Regions from separate parts of the Hordeum vulgare genome. Here region 2 is linked to region 1. A link is a contact called in public Hi-C data. All regions are on one chromosome and are shown on one strand. Each heading gives the region's core, a stretch centred on a gene start, on an enhancer-like site or on the middle of the called end of the contact. The rest is flanking DNA. Distances are from core to core; before and after follow the strand shown.

Region 1 (5,833 bases), core at 540-3,039:
CGACGTGCTTGCTTATATTGATTATTTTATATCTTGCCTATTTTGATATGTTGTCATGGTTGCTCATTTGTAGGTCTTTCAAGCTTTGGAAGCATTCAAGGTCCACTATGAGGGCAAGTCTTTCAACCTCACTCATTGTTGGATGATCATCAATGGAGAAGAAAAGTTCAAGGGACAATACGCTGCCATTAAGTCGCGTGGAGGGACGGAAGGCGTTGAAGAGCATGGTGCAGGGGAGAAGTCGCGGCCGCATGGGAAGACCAACTCGAAGAAAGAGGACAAGCGCGAGGCGACGCCCCTTGCCTTGCAAGCTACTTTGCACGACATGATCGTCAACAAAGACTTAAGGGAGGTGAAGCGAGGTCAAGACAAGGAGGACCAAATTAGGGCCTTCATGAAGATACAAAACAAAAGCTCGTGTTAGAGACGGAGAAGCAAGCGAAGGTGTTATAGATCGAGGTCATCAAAGGAGCCACCAAAGCAAGAGAAGTCCGTCTAGCTTGCATGATGAAGGGGTCGAGATAATGAAGGTGGACTTGAGCACGGTCTCTTTCATGAAGCGGTCTTGGTTCAAGAAGATGCATGCTGACATGTTCAACTTTGAAGACGAGTAATCCATGTCCCGGTGTGTGGGCATGATCATGGCTGAGATGACGTGGTCGGACTACATTCTCATTTTATGTGATGGAATGTGTGTCGTCTCCCGCTGGCAAGTTGCTGAAAAATGTGTATTCTTTTTGTAGGTTGGCATATGTATGCCGGCCTTGGCATATAGTGTGAGTGAACTTTCAACGCTCGCATGACATGTGATCACGGATCATTTAGTTTTAAAAACTGTATGCATACGGACGAAAAATGAATCACCATGTTGGGCAATCCATTCATGAAAAAGCAGATAAATCGATTTATAGATAGACAAAATACGGATAAAAACGCGTCCGACGCACGGTTAAAGTTGGTCTAAAACAGACGTTCATTAGAACGACGGTCCGGATACTCGAGCATTGTTGTGGCCCGCCATTCACAAGGATTGAATCAATCATTGAAGATGGCGCTGGGACTCGGTATGCAGATCCCATCCCCGGTCGTCCCGCCGGCACGAGCACGTGAGGAGGAGGACCAGTGGGCACTCATTCATGCTCAGGACCCAACATGTGCCCAACCACGCCGCACACGTGGCTTGCAACCAAGTAGTACTACCGAAATTTATAACTAGTCGATGACATAGCAAAAATTACCATGTTTCCTTTAACCACGCCTACATGTACAGAGTACTATTTTGCAGCTCTGGATAGACCAGCAAAGGTGTCGGTGTCGGTGTGCATGTAGGAGCTGTTTGGATCATCACCAACGGCGACCCTACCAATTTTCTTTTGGCTCGTCCATGTGACTTGGATGCTGTTTGGACCGTCACCAAAATATTGGCTCGCCCAGCCCGCCGCCTACGGCTCCGTGTTATTTTGGCCAACGCATGGGCGCGTCGAGGGCGCCGAAATCGGACGCCGACAAAATTGACGAGCACGTCTCTTCTCCACTGACATGTGGTTCTCTGGTAAGTTACAGTAAATTACAAAAAATCATCATAATTGGAGGTTACGCAAAAACAGAAAACCGTCACCATTCGTTTTGTTTTAAAAAACCATCATCATTGTGCTGACAGTTTTTAAAAAGCGTTGATTGACCAATTAAAACGGTTTAATGCAAAATCTGACAAGAAGGTCCCACTGTCATGTGCCACGTGGCTGGGGCGTAGACGGCGGCGGTCACTACCGTTAGTCTGACAAGGAGGTCCCACTTGCAGCTTCGTCGTCCGGCGTTCTGGACACCTCCATCACCGCCGCCCCGCACCGGCGCGCGTGCAGGCAAGCTGCCTAGCTGCCCCGCCGCCCGGTGCTGCCGAACCCCGCCATCACCGTCGCCCCGCGCTAACGCGCCTACAGGCAAGCTGTCTCGTAGCCCCGCCGCCCGATGCTGCTGGACCCCACCATCACTGTCGCCCCGCGCCGAAGCGCCCGCAGGCAAGCTGCCTCGCAGGCCCGCCGCCCTGTGATGCTGGATCCCGCCATCACAGCCGCCTCCCTTCCCCTAAGGAGCGCCACCGCCACCTGCTGGTGTCGACCTGCGACATCAACGCCTCTCCCTCGAATGCCCGGGCTCGGCCAGCAGGGGAGGAGGCGGGAGCTTGGCCGAGCGTGCGCACGGCCGCGCGGGACGGCAGCCATTGAGTGTCGACGATGACCGGGTGGACGACAGCGGGGAGCTCCTGACGACGGGATGCACCGCCACATCATCTAGATCAGGGTCGAGGCATGCAGGAGGATGAACTCCCTCGTCTTCAGATTGAGCGCTCGCTTGATGCCCATGACTCCCGCCGCTACCTCCTGCCCACCGTGGTTGGAGATGGAGGTTTTGGCAGCGACGGTTGAGCCGCGATGGTCTCACATCGGCATATCCCGGCAGTGGTATGGGCCTATGGGGTAGGTGAAGCGGTGGCCGGCGACGCCCTGGATTTAGGCGGGATCCGACGACCCCGGTGCTCACCGGAACTGGAGGGCGCAGGTGTTGGCTTTTGAAGCAGTAGACCAAACCACGAGGAAGAACGTACGTCCAATTCCCTCCGTTTCTAAATATAAGTCCTTTTTAGATATTCCAATAACAAATTACATACGAAGCAAAATGAATGAATTTACACTCTAAAATATGTCTATATACATCCGTATGTAGTAATGAAACCTCTAGAAAGATTTATATTTAGGAACGGAGGGAGTAGCAACCAAGCAAACAGATATCTGGATATCCAGCCATGTACGTGTGTGTGTGCAACCGGATCGTTTCTTCAACCGGTTACGATCGACACGACACGATTTCGGCGGAACGAACGAGAAGGCACGACTCGATGTATGGCCACATGCTCGTGTCGAGTCTGTCAAACTTTGTATTGCTTTTTGTTTTTCTGGTGTTACAAGCAACATCCATAGGGTGCCTTTTATACACGTCCATAGGGGACTATGGAAATAGACTAGGACTAGATCCTAATACTATTAAGACTCAGTTTGATTTTCTTTCATAATCCTACAGGGCAACGTGACCTTGATCGCCTCTCTCTCCTCCATGTCTTGCTGCGCCGTGAAACATGCGAGACTCGTACGGCTGCCCCCCTTCAGTTTAATGGCAAGGGTAACAACATTGAGTTTTGTTTGCCATGTCAACACTTACAGCAGGCCCCATTCGTTAGAAAGTATGTCAACATGTGGTTAGTGATTCATTAGTGTTTTTTTGAAAACTATTAGCACAATGATGGTGGTTTTTTAAAAACAAAACAAATGATGACGGTTTTCTGTTTTTGCGTCCTCAATTATGATGGTTTTTTACAATTTACTCAGTTAGTTAAAATGATCAAGCGGCTGGTTAATCGGGTGATGAAACGAGCTTTACCACGTGTAAATTACAAAAGTGGTTGTTTTTTTAGTGTAAAAAAGTGGTTGCTTGGATTAGTTAATCCCTTAGATCGTGCAACATATTTTTCTTTTTTACTCGGCAACTAATTATGTTTATAACAATAGCGAACATGTTTATATGAAATGGCGTCTATTCCCCTCGGATTGCCATGAGCCTCGAGAATTGGAGCTCCGCATTTGCCTTCGCCTTCTCCGCTCATTCCCAACAATCTCCGCCGTCATAGCTTGAGCAGCTAATCAATCGACGTTTATCAATCCGTCAAGCTTCACGTAAGGCAAAAGGGAAGAATGATGGTCTTTTGGGGACCCGAGCGGCGGCGACCTACCATGCACTACTCTTTTTAGCAGTCGACGACACCCACAGACATACCGATTTCATGGTTGTGGCGCAGGGGAGCGGGTTTGATGGAGCCGACAATGTCCTTCTTGTCGTCGCTCTTTCCCCACACGTCGTCTACTGCCTCGTCGAACTCTTTGTACACGGTCTTCTGTTTTGTCTAACACTGGCAGTACCGCCGGCGGTCGAGGCAGATCTGACGGGCGGAGCGGTATGACTCAAGCAATGTCGCTTGCTCCGCCACATCCGCGTCCGGTGCAATCGACCTATGGTCGTCAAGCTGCTCCTCTGCCTTTTGTGCTCCTTGAGGGGCTAGAGGTTGTAGGCCGCTTCGTCCTGCGCCTCTAGGAACTGCTCCTCCCGCTTATCCCACACCATGTCCATGTAATGGGCATGGGCCTCAATGATGGTCATGTTGCAATGCACCGACGAGGAGGGTGGCGTTGGCAATCTCCTTCTTCTGCTTCGGCGTGAGCTCGTCCTAGAGAGATTTCAAGCGTGAGGAGGCCACGGGAATGGTGCAAAGAAGAGAAAGGGACCAGAGGAGGATGAGTGCCGGCTATGGCCGGGGCTGGAGTATATATAGCGCGGTGAATGGCAATGGTGGGTGGCATGCCATCGAACGGGTGGCACCGGAATAGATTTTTTGGCAATCTCGTGTCTTTAATGTGGGCGACAAAGGGACGGAGGGGTGGTCGTGGTGTCGTTTGAACGTGGGGCAGATGCGTGCACCTGGAATCGACGCGGACGATGGTCTCTCGGCCAGGGCGCCACTTCAATGCCAACGCTAGTGAGAAGTCGTGTCCGCTCTGGTCAGGCATGAATGTGGCCAATGATGCTCCGAAGTGGCGTTGACCATTTCGGGTGGCAAACACGCGTGGGTGAGGAAGCGTTTTTTGGTGGGCCATGGCGGTCAGAAGCGGGCGGCACATCGGTCCGGATGCCCGCAAAACCCTCCATGTTTGTCTCCGGTTTATGAAAAGAAAACACATTCGGACCGCTCCACATACCGATACAAACCTACGTTGGATGGCTTCCGCGGTCCGGACCATATGATTTGGACCTATCTGGATTGTTTGAGGGTCGATATTGTAGATGCCCTAAGTAGTGTCATGTTGTGGCCAATTTCCTCTCTCCCATGCATGTACACAATAATGTCATCAAGATTCTCCTTAATATTTGAAACTCGAAAAGTTTTATCAAGAATCTCTCTAATATTTGAAACTCAAATTTTTTTATCTCCAAAACCATTAATTCGACCAATGATCTACTTTTGTAGCTGATTTTTGTCACAACTAGATCTTTAAAACTAGATTTCATGCCGACATCTTTCAATAACTATTTTTTTGTCCATACTTGCCACATTGTTCCACTCACTTGTGATATTATTAACCACTTATTGCCATATTTTTCATATCATTTCGTACAAAGTTTGTCGGTGCTTAGAAACCGGTTGCCACAATGTTTTGATGTGGTTGTCATTTTTAATTCGATCGAGTGATCATGGTGTCTCATAAAGCTCGATATTGCTTATAAAATTCAGTTAGCACAACTATTTTGTTATGCTTGTCATTTTAATTCCATCTAGCTGTCATATTGTCTTATTAGTTTGTCAGCTATAGTAAAAACTAGTTTCCCATGGTGTTCTGTTGTACTACCAGTTTAATTCTATTCAGTTGTCATTTTGCCTCATAAAAACTTGTTGATTGTTTTAAAATCTAGTTGCTGCGGTGTTTTGCTGTGCTTAGCGGTTTAATTTTACTTAGTTGTCTCGTATGAGCTTGTTAGTTGTTTTAAAATTTAATTGACACATTATTTTGCAACGCTTGCCATTTTAAAATCTACCTAATGGCCAGTTATTTTTCATAAAGCTTAATCATGCACTTCAAAAGATTGAATCCAAATTGGTTTATACTAATGATTAGTCTCGTATGAGCTTGCCAGTTGTTTTAAAATTTAGTTGACACATTATTTTGCAGCGCTTGCCATTTTAAAATCTACCTAATGGCCAGTTATTTTTCATAAAGCTTAATCATGC
Region 2 (5,733 bases), core at 126-2,625, 51 kb before region 1:
GCGCTAGGGCTGTGTTAATATATAACCGGCACGGTGAATCTTTTATGCAAGGACTATATGTACAGTTCGGCACTGTTAATAATCAACTAATGATTCTCCGAGGGTCTTTTGTCTGATGATTACCCACCGTGTTTTACTTTTTCTGGCACATTTTCACATTTTACTATGTCTCATCTAAATTAGAATAAGGAATCCGTCTCTTTTAAGTAAAATCTCTAGTAGGAGTAGTAGTGAGATAAATTAACAAAAAAATCAGGTTAACAGTATTTAGTTACGCTGGTTTTGCTGTGGCTAGCTAGACCGTGGCCTTGCTTCTCATTATAGTCGTTGTTTAGATTATTACTTCCTCTGTTTCAAAATAACTGTCTAAAGCTTAGTGTAATTTTATACTAGAGCTAGTATAAAGTTGAGACACTTATTTTAGGATGGATGGAGTATATAGGTATATAAGCTGTTGTCGTTTTGTACGTTAGAACTGCACAAGTATAATGGGCCGGTGAGATCGACCTGACGTACCAAAACACACATTTATGAGTCACTGTGGCACGTTAGTTACCTGATCTCTGGCGCTGGTCTTGGTGAACTCGGAGCTCTTGTTGCTTGACGTGTACATGGAGAGGAACCCATGGTGCACGACGGCGAGGCGGTTCTGGCTGGCCGCGGAGCCCAGCACGGGCGCGGCGGGCACGGGAACGAAGTCGAGGTCGTTGACCCACTCCATGTTCTGGACGGTGCCGCGCCACGCCACGACGATGTCGCGCCTCCCGAGCTTGGCGGCGCCCTCGTCCGTGGCCACGGCCACGTACCCCATCCAGTTGGACTCCCGGCTCCAGACGTCCGGCAGCGACGGCAGCGGCAGCAGCAGGAACGAGCTGGGGAGCGGCAGCGACGAGGTGGCGTAGATGAACTTGGTGACCTGGTAGTTGTTGCCGTGGTGGGGCACCCCGACGCCGGCGAGCAGGTCCTCGTAGGCGTAGAAGCACGCGCCGCAGTGCGGGGAGCGCCTCTCGGTGTTGAACCCGTCGTAGGCGGCCTGCACCATCTCGCCGTAGGAGATGATGCTGGAGCGGAGGTGCGGGTCCAGAGGGTCCAGGAGCCCATCCCACGAGTTCTCGCCGTGGAGCTCGCGCCACCTGCTGGCCACGGTTCCGAGGACGCGCGCCGGCGCCGGCGGCGTCGTGTCGTCGCCACGGGGTTTCTCTTGGCCATGCAGCCTGCTGGCTATGTCTCCAACGATTGGCAGTGGGATCGGGAGGAACGACATGGCGCGCGAGGTGTTAATTCGTGGGATCTTCTCGATCGATGTGCTGCCTACCACTGCCGGCGAGTAAAGTTTGGCTCTGTTGGCTAGCTGGTGTTGTGACCTTTGCTTCAGCTTGGGCTTGTACTTATAGGACGGATCGGAGCTTTGCTGCACCTACGGGGCATTATGGGGTAGGGACTCGGGAGGATTATTTTAGAACAGTTTTCACTGAAAAGGACTTAAGTACACTCTTAATACAGTTTTCTTTAGAACTATAGGCTCGTGGGAACATGACTTTGAATTAACAAAAGCCATTAACCGGTCTGGAATTACAACTATTCACCAACCATATCAACCAAGTGATACAAAGAAAAACTCTAGAAGCTTAGAGCATCTCCAACAGCCGCGCTTCGCGCCGTGCCCAAAAAATGTGTTTGCCGCGCGCGCTTCGGCTGGTTTAGCGCGGGGATAGACGCTGGCTTCAACGGCCGCGCTATAATCCAGCGCGCGCCGCTCCAGCAGCGCCCAAAAATACACAGCGCGCAACACGCACATACCACATATACATTTCAAAAAATAGGAGCAAAAATGATCAAAGAAATAAAATAAATCAACAATAAATAGTCATTACAACTCAAACAGATAGTTTATCATTCAGTACAACAAATAATGCAATAAACACAACCAATAGTTCATGAACAATACAATGTCGAATGCAGAAATCATGCTCTTTGTCGTTCATGCCATGCCCACCACTCTTCAATCAGATCCTTCTAAAGTTCATTGTGCGTTGCGGGACGCCGAATGCCATGATAGGAGGCAACAAAATGGGCTACCCTTTCAGCCCTCCGTCGCACTCGCACGGGATGTCCCAAGAGCTCATACTGTGAGTAGTCTAAATCTTGGCCACGCTCATTCTCGATGATCATGTTGTGCATGATCACACAAGCGTGCATGATGTATCAAAGCATTTTTTGATCCCAAAATCTAGCCGGTCCTCTCACAATAGCAAATTGGGCTTGCAAAATCCCAAATGCTCTCTCCACATCTTTTCTAGCAGCCGCCTAAGCATTGTGGAAATCAAGATTTTTCTTACCTTCTGGCTTTTTCAACGGCTTCACGAAGGTTTCCCACTTTGGATAGATGCCATCCGCTAGATAATAGCCATAGTTGTACGCACGGCCATTTGCTACAAACTCCACCGGTGGCAACTCATCATTTGCAATCTTATTCATCAGTGGTGACCGGTTGACAAGAGTGATGTCATTCAAAGATTCAGACATTCCAAAGAATGCATGCCAAATCCAAGTCTCCTGATCGGCCACCGCTTCAAGGATTATAGTGGAACCCTTTTTTTGGTCGTGGAATTGCCCATGCCATGCCTTTGGACAATTCTTCCAACTCCAATGCATGCAATCTATTGAGCCAAGCATGCCAGGAAAGCCGCGAGATTTGTTCATCGCCAATAGCCTTGCGGCGTCTTCAGCAGTGGGAGATCTCAAATACTCCTCGCCAAACACTTGCACAATTCCCAGTGCAAAGCGCTTGACACACATGATGGCTTGGCTCTCACCCATAGCCAAGTGATCATCAACTAGATCAGTCGGGATACCGTATGCCAACATACGCAAAGCGGTTGTCACCTTCAGAAAGGTGCTATGCCCGAGCTCTCCGGCGGCATTCCTCCTTTGCTGGAAAAACCGGTCATGGCTCGCTAGTTTCTCTGCAACGCGCTTGAACAAGTCGGTGCTCATCCTAAACCGGCGACGAAAATACGACTCCGTATATGTGGGATTCTCCACAAAATAGTTCTTCATCAATCTGTTATGGGCATCAATCCTATCTCTCCAAATTTTCTCCCGACCCATAACCGAACCACCGTGCTTCGATTTTTTATTGATATGCATAGCTATGATCATTGCAAGATCCTCCTTCTCTTCCATATCAAATTCTTCTTCGGAAGAATCATACGACGAACTCATCTACAATGTTCAATACTATACTATAAAAACTACAATTCAAAACATGCACCAAATTCATAAGTTTGAGGAATACATACCTTGTAGGCGTTTTGTCGAACACCTTGCGGGCGCGGCGCGGCAGCGAGCGCTCGGGCGCTGTTCCTCGGACGACGGAGGCGCGCGAGGGCCGGTGGGACTAGGAGGGGGTCGGGCGGAAGCGCGGCGGCGCGGGGAGGCCGGGGAAGCGCCTGAACGGTCGCCGGGGGGCGCGGGCGGCGGCGGCAGCGGAGATAGGCCGGGGAAGCGCCTGAACGGTCGCCGGAGGCGCGGGCGGCGACGGCGGCGCGGGGATAGGCCGGGGAAGCGCGTGAACGGTCGCCGGGGGGCGCGAGCGGAGGCGGCGGCGCGGCCGGATGGGGGTGGAAGTGGGTAGCGAGCGCGTGAGAGTGGAGGAGCGAGCGCGGGAGAGTCCAGCGCGCGGGAGCTGGCGCAGCAAATAAGCGGCGCGCGATTGCGTTTCGGCCAGCGCGCCGAACTGCATATGCCACGCGCGCCGTTTTTGTGCGCCCGCTGGAGCTACCCGCCGCGTTGCGCGCGCGCTAAAACGGGCTATTTTGTGGCGTGACGCTAGTTTAGCGCGGCTGTTGGAGATGCTCTTACAACTCAACGGAGGGAACAAGCTCAAGAAATAAAAGAAAACGAAGATCATTGCTTGCCCTAGCCGAATACTACAACCAAACATGCATTTAGGAAAACAACAAGCATGAGCCTGATCAGGTCCTAAGAAAAGAGAGTGTAGTCATGAGCCCGACAAACTCCTAGGATGAAGAACTCCACGAGTGAGAGCAACTCTAGTGGGGCGACCCTTTTCGTCCGTCGCCGTCCGTTTGGGTCGGCGCGGCCAAAAATAAAGGCCCAACGTGTTGAACCATTAACAAACGCGTCCGCGCCGACCCATTTCTAGTCCAAATTTGGGATTGAAATGCGTCGACGTGGACGCGAAGCGGACGCGCGCGCCCTCTCGGTGTCCGTCCCCAACCACCGCGGTCAACATTATTTATGACGGTCGCCATCCTTGGGCCCACGCATCAGCGACCGTGGCCGGCCTTTTTTAATCCGAGCGTGCGGTGGGTTCCGCCATCTGCTTCCAGAACCCCGCTCGTCCACATCCAGCCACCTCCTCGGCGACCAAAACCCTAGCACCATGGCCGGCGGCTTCCCAAACAAGGGCAAGGTCCCGCTCTACCCCCGCGCCATCTCCCCGCCGCCGTCTTCCCACCGGCCTCGCCAGTGTGTGGGCGTCCCAATGCACCAAGCGCGATGGCACTGGGAGCACCGCGTGCCGCTCCCTTACCCTGATGTCACGCTGCCGCACGGCTGGCATCTGGATCCGGAGAGGATTCCGGTGTCGGCCGTGCCGTGGTAGGCACGGGTGCATGCGGAGGAGGTGAGCCGTCATCGGCGTCTGCTGACGACGAAGCAGCGGGGAGACCCTGCGTACGCGGCCGACTCCCCTAACTGGGAGCTGTGGTTTGCGGTGGAGCACGAGGAGCAGCGCCGTCGTGGCGTGCGCGAAGTGCAGCCAGGAGGCCCTCCACCGCCCCCGCCTGTCGTCAGCGACGAGGACCAAGAGGCTGAGGCCGCCTACCAGGCGGCACTCGCATCTGTTCTCCGCAACAGCAAGGAGGAAGCGCGACGTAGGGTTGACGAGGAGGCGACGTACCAGCAGCAGCTCGTGGAGGCCATCGCGCTGTCGGCTGCCGCCGACTGCGTCGTGCCACCTTCACCGAAGCTCGACCCCACGGAGACGCGGGAGGTCTAGCAGTGGACCAGCATCGCCCACGAGTTCATCACTGCGCCACCCATCTAGCTGGGCGCGACACCGCAGCAGGAGAAAGTCTACCTCGAGCACTGGAGGGCGCAGCACCTGCGGGCGGAGCGCGTCGAAGGCCTTCGGCTGATGGAGTAGGAGAAGGAGGCGGAGGAGGAACGACGGGAGGCGGAGGCGGAGGCGGAGGAGCATGCCCTAGCTGCTCGCTGCCAGCACCACCAGCACAGCCTACGCCGGCGGGACAGACGACGGAGGCACAGGCAGCCGCGCTCTGGAACACGGCGTTCCCCTGGGACTTCTTTGTACTTCCTCTCATTTTCCACCATAGCATTAGTTGTTGTGGTGGAATTTGGGAGTGAAGGACTTGGGCACTCCTTGTGCCCTTGCCATTGCATTTGGTGCATAGGTTTGAGTTCTCCAGGGTGATACGTGGAAGTGAAGTTTGAGAAGCTTATTACCCTTTGGTACTTGGTATCCTAGAGATTGTTCTTCGTGGATGCTTTGGCATCCTAGAAGCTTGGTGGTGCCTCGGAGCTCAAACATTGTGGTGTAAAGCTCCGGGCAAGCTTCGGGGTCTCCAATTAAGTTGTGGAGATTGCCCCGAGCATTTGTGGTCACCTCGAAGCCATATGCCATCATGGTGAAACTTCGTGGTGTTGTTGGGAGCCTCCAATTAAGTTGTGGAGATTTCCCCAACC

The links. Hi-C and Micro-C count contacts between places; a contact is called where the count stands out from the background.
Region 2: a contact with region 1 is called in a Hi-C map of seedling, with 1.9 times the contacts expected there. The contact joins the promoter of LOC123443222 here to the enhancer-like site in region 1. A contact is called at or near these places in 2 of 6 Hi-C or Micro-C datasets (leaf and seedling).

The regions. Positions count from the first base shown.
Region 1 is chr1H:437,034,402-437,040,234 of MorexV3_pseudomolecules_assembly, reverse strand. No RefSeq gene overlaps it. Among protein-coding and RNA genes, the nearest start is that of LOC123443222, 52 kb to the left of the region's middle. Within about 2 kb of position 1,789, at least 3 of the 3 cell types and tissues checked have open chromatin away from gene starts, as enhancers often do. A contact at or near this core is called in leaf and seedling, where this site is marked.
Region 2 is chr1H:437,085,102-437,090,834 of MorexV3_pseudomolecules_assembly, reverse strand. LOC123443222 (phospholipase A1-II 7-like) reads right to left here and starts at 1,375. Exons shown (of 2, transcript XM_045119541.1): 1 at 557-1,375. The coding sequence starts at 1,264.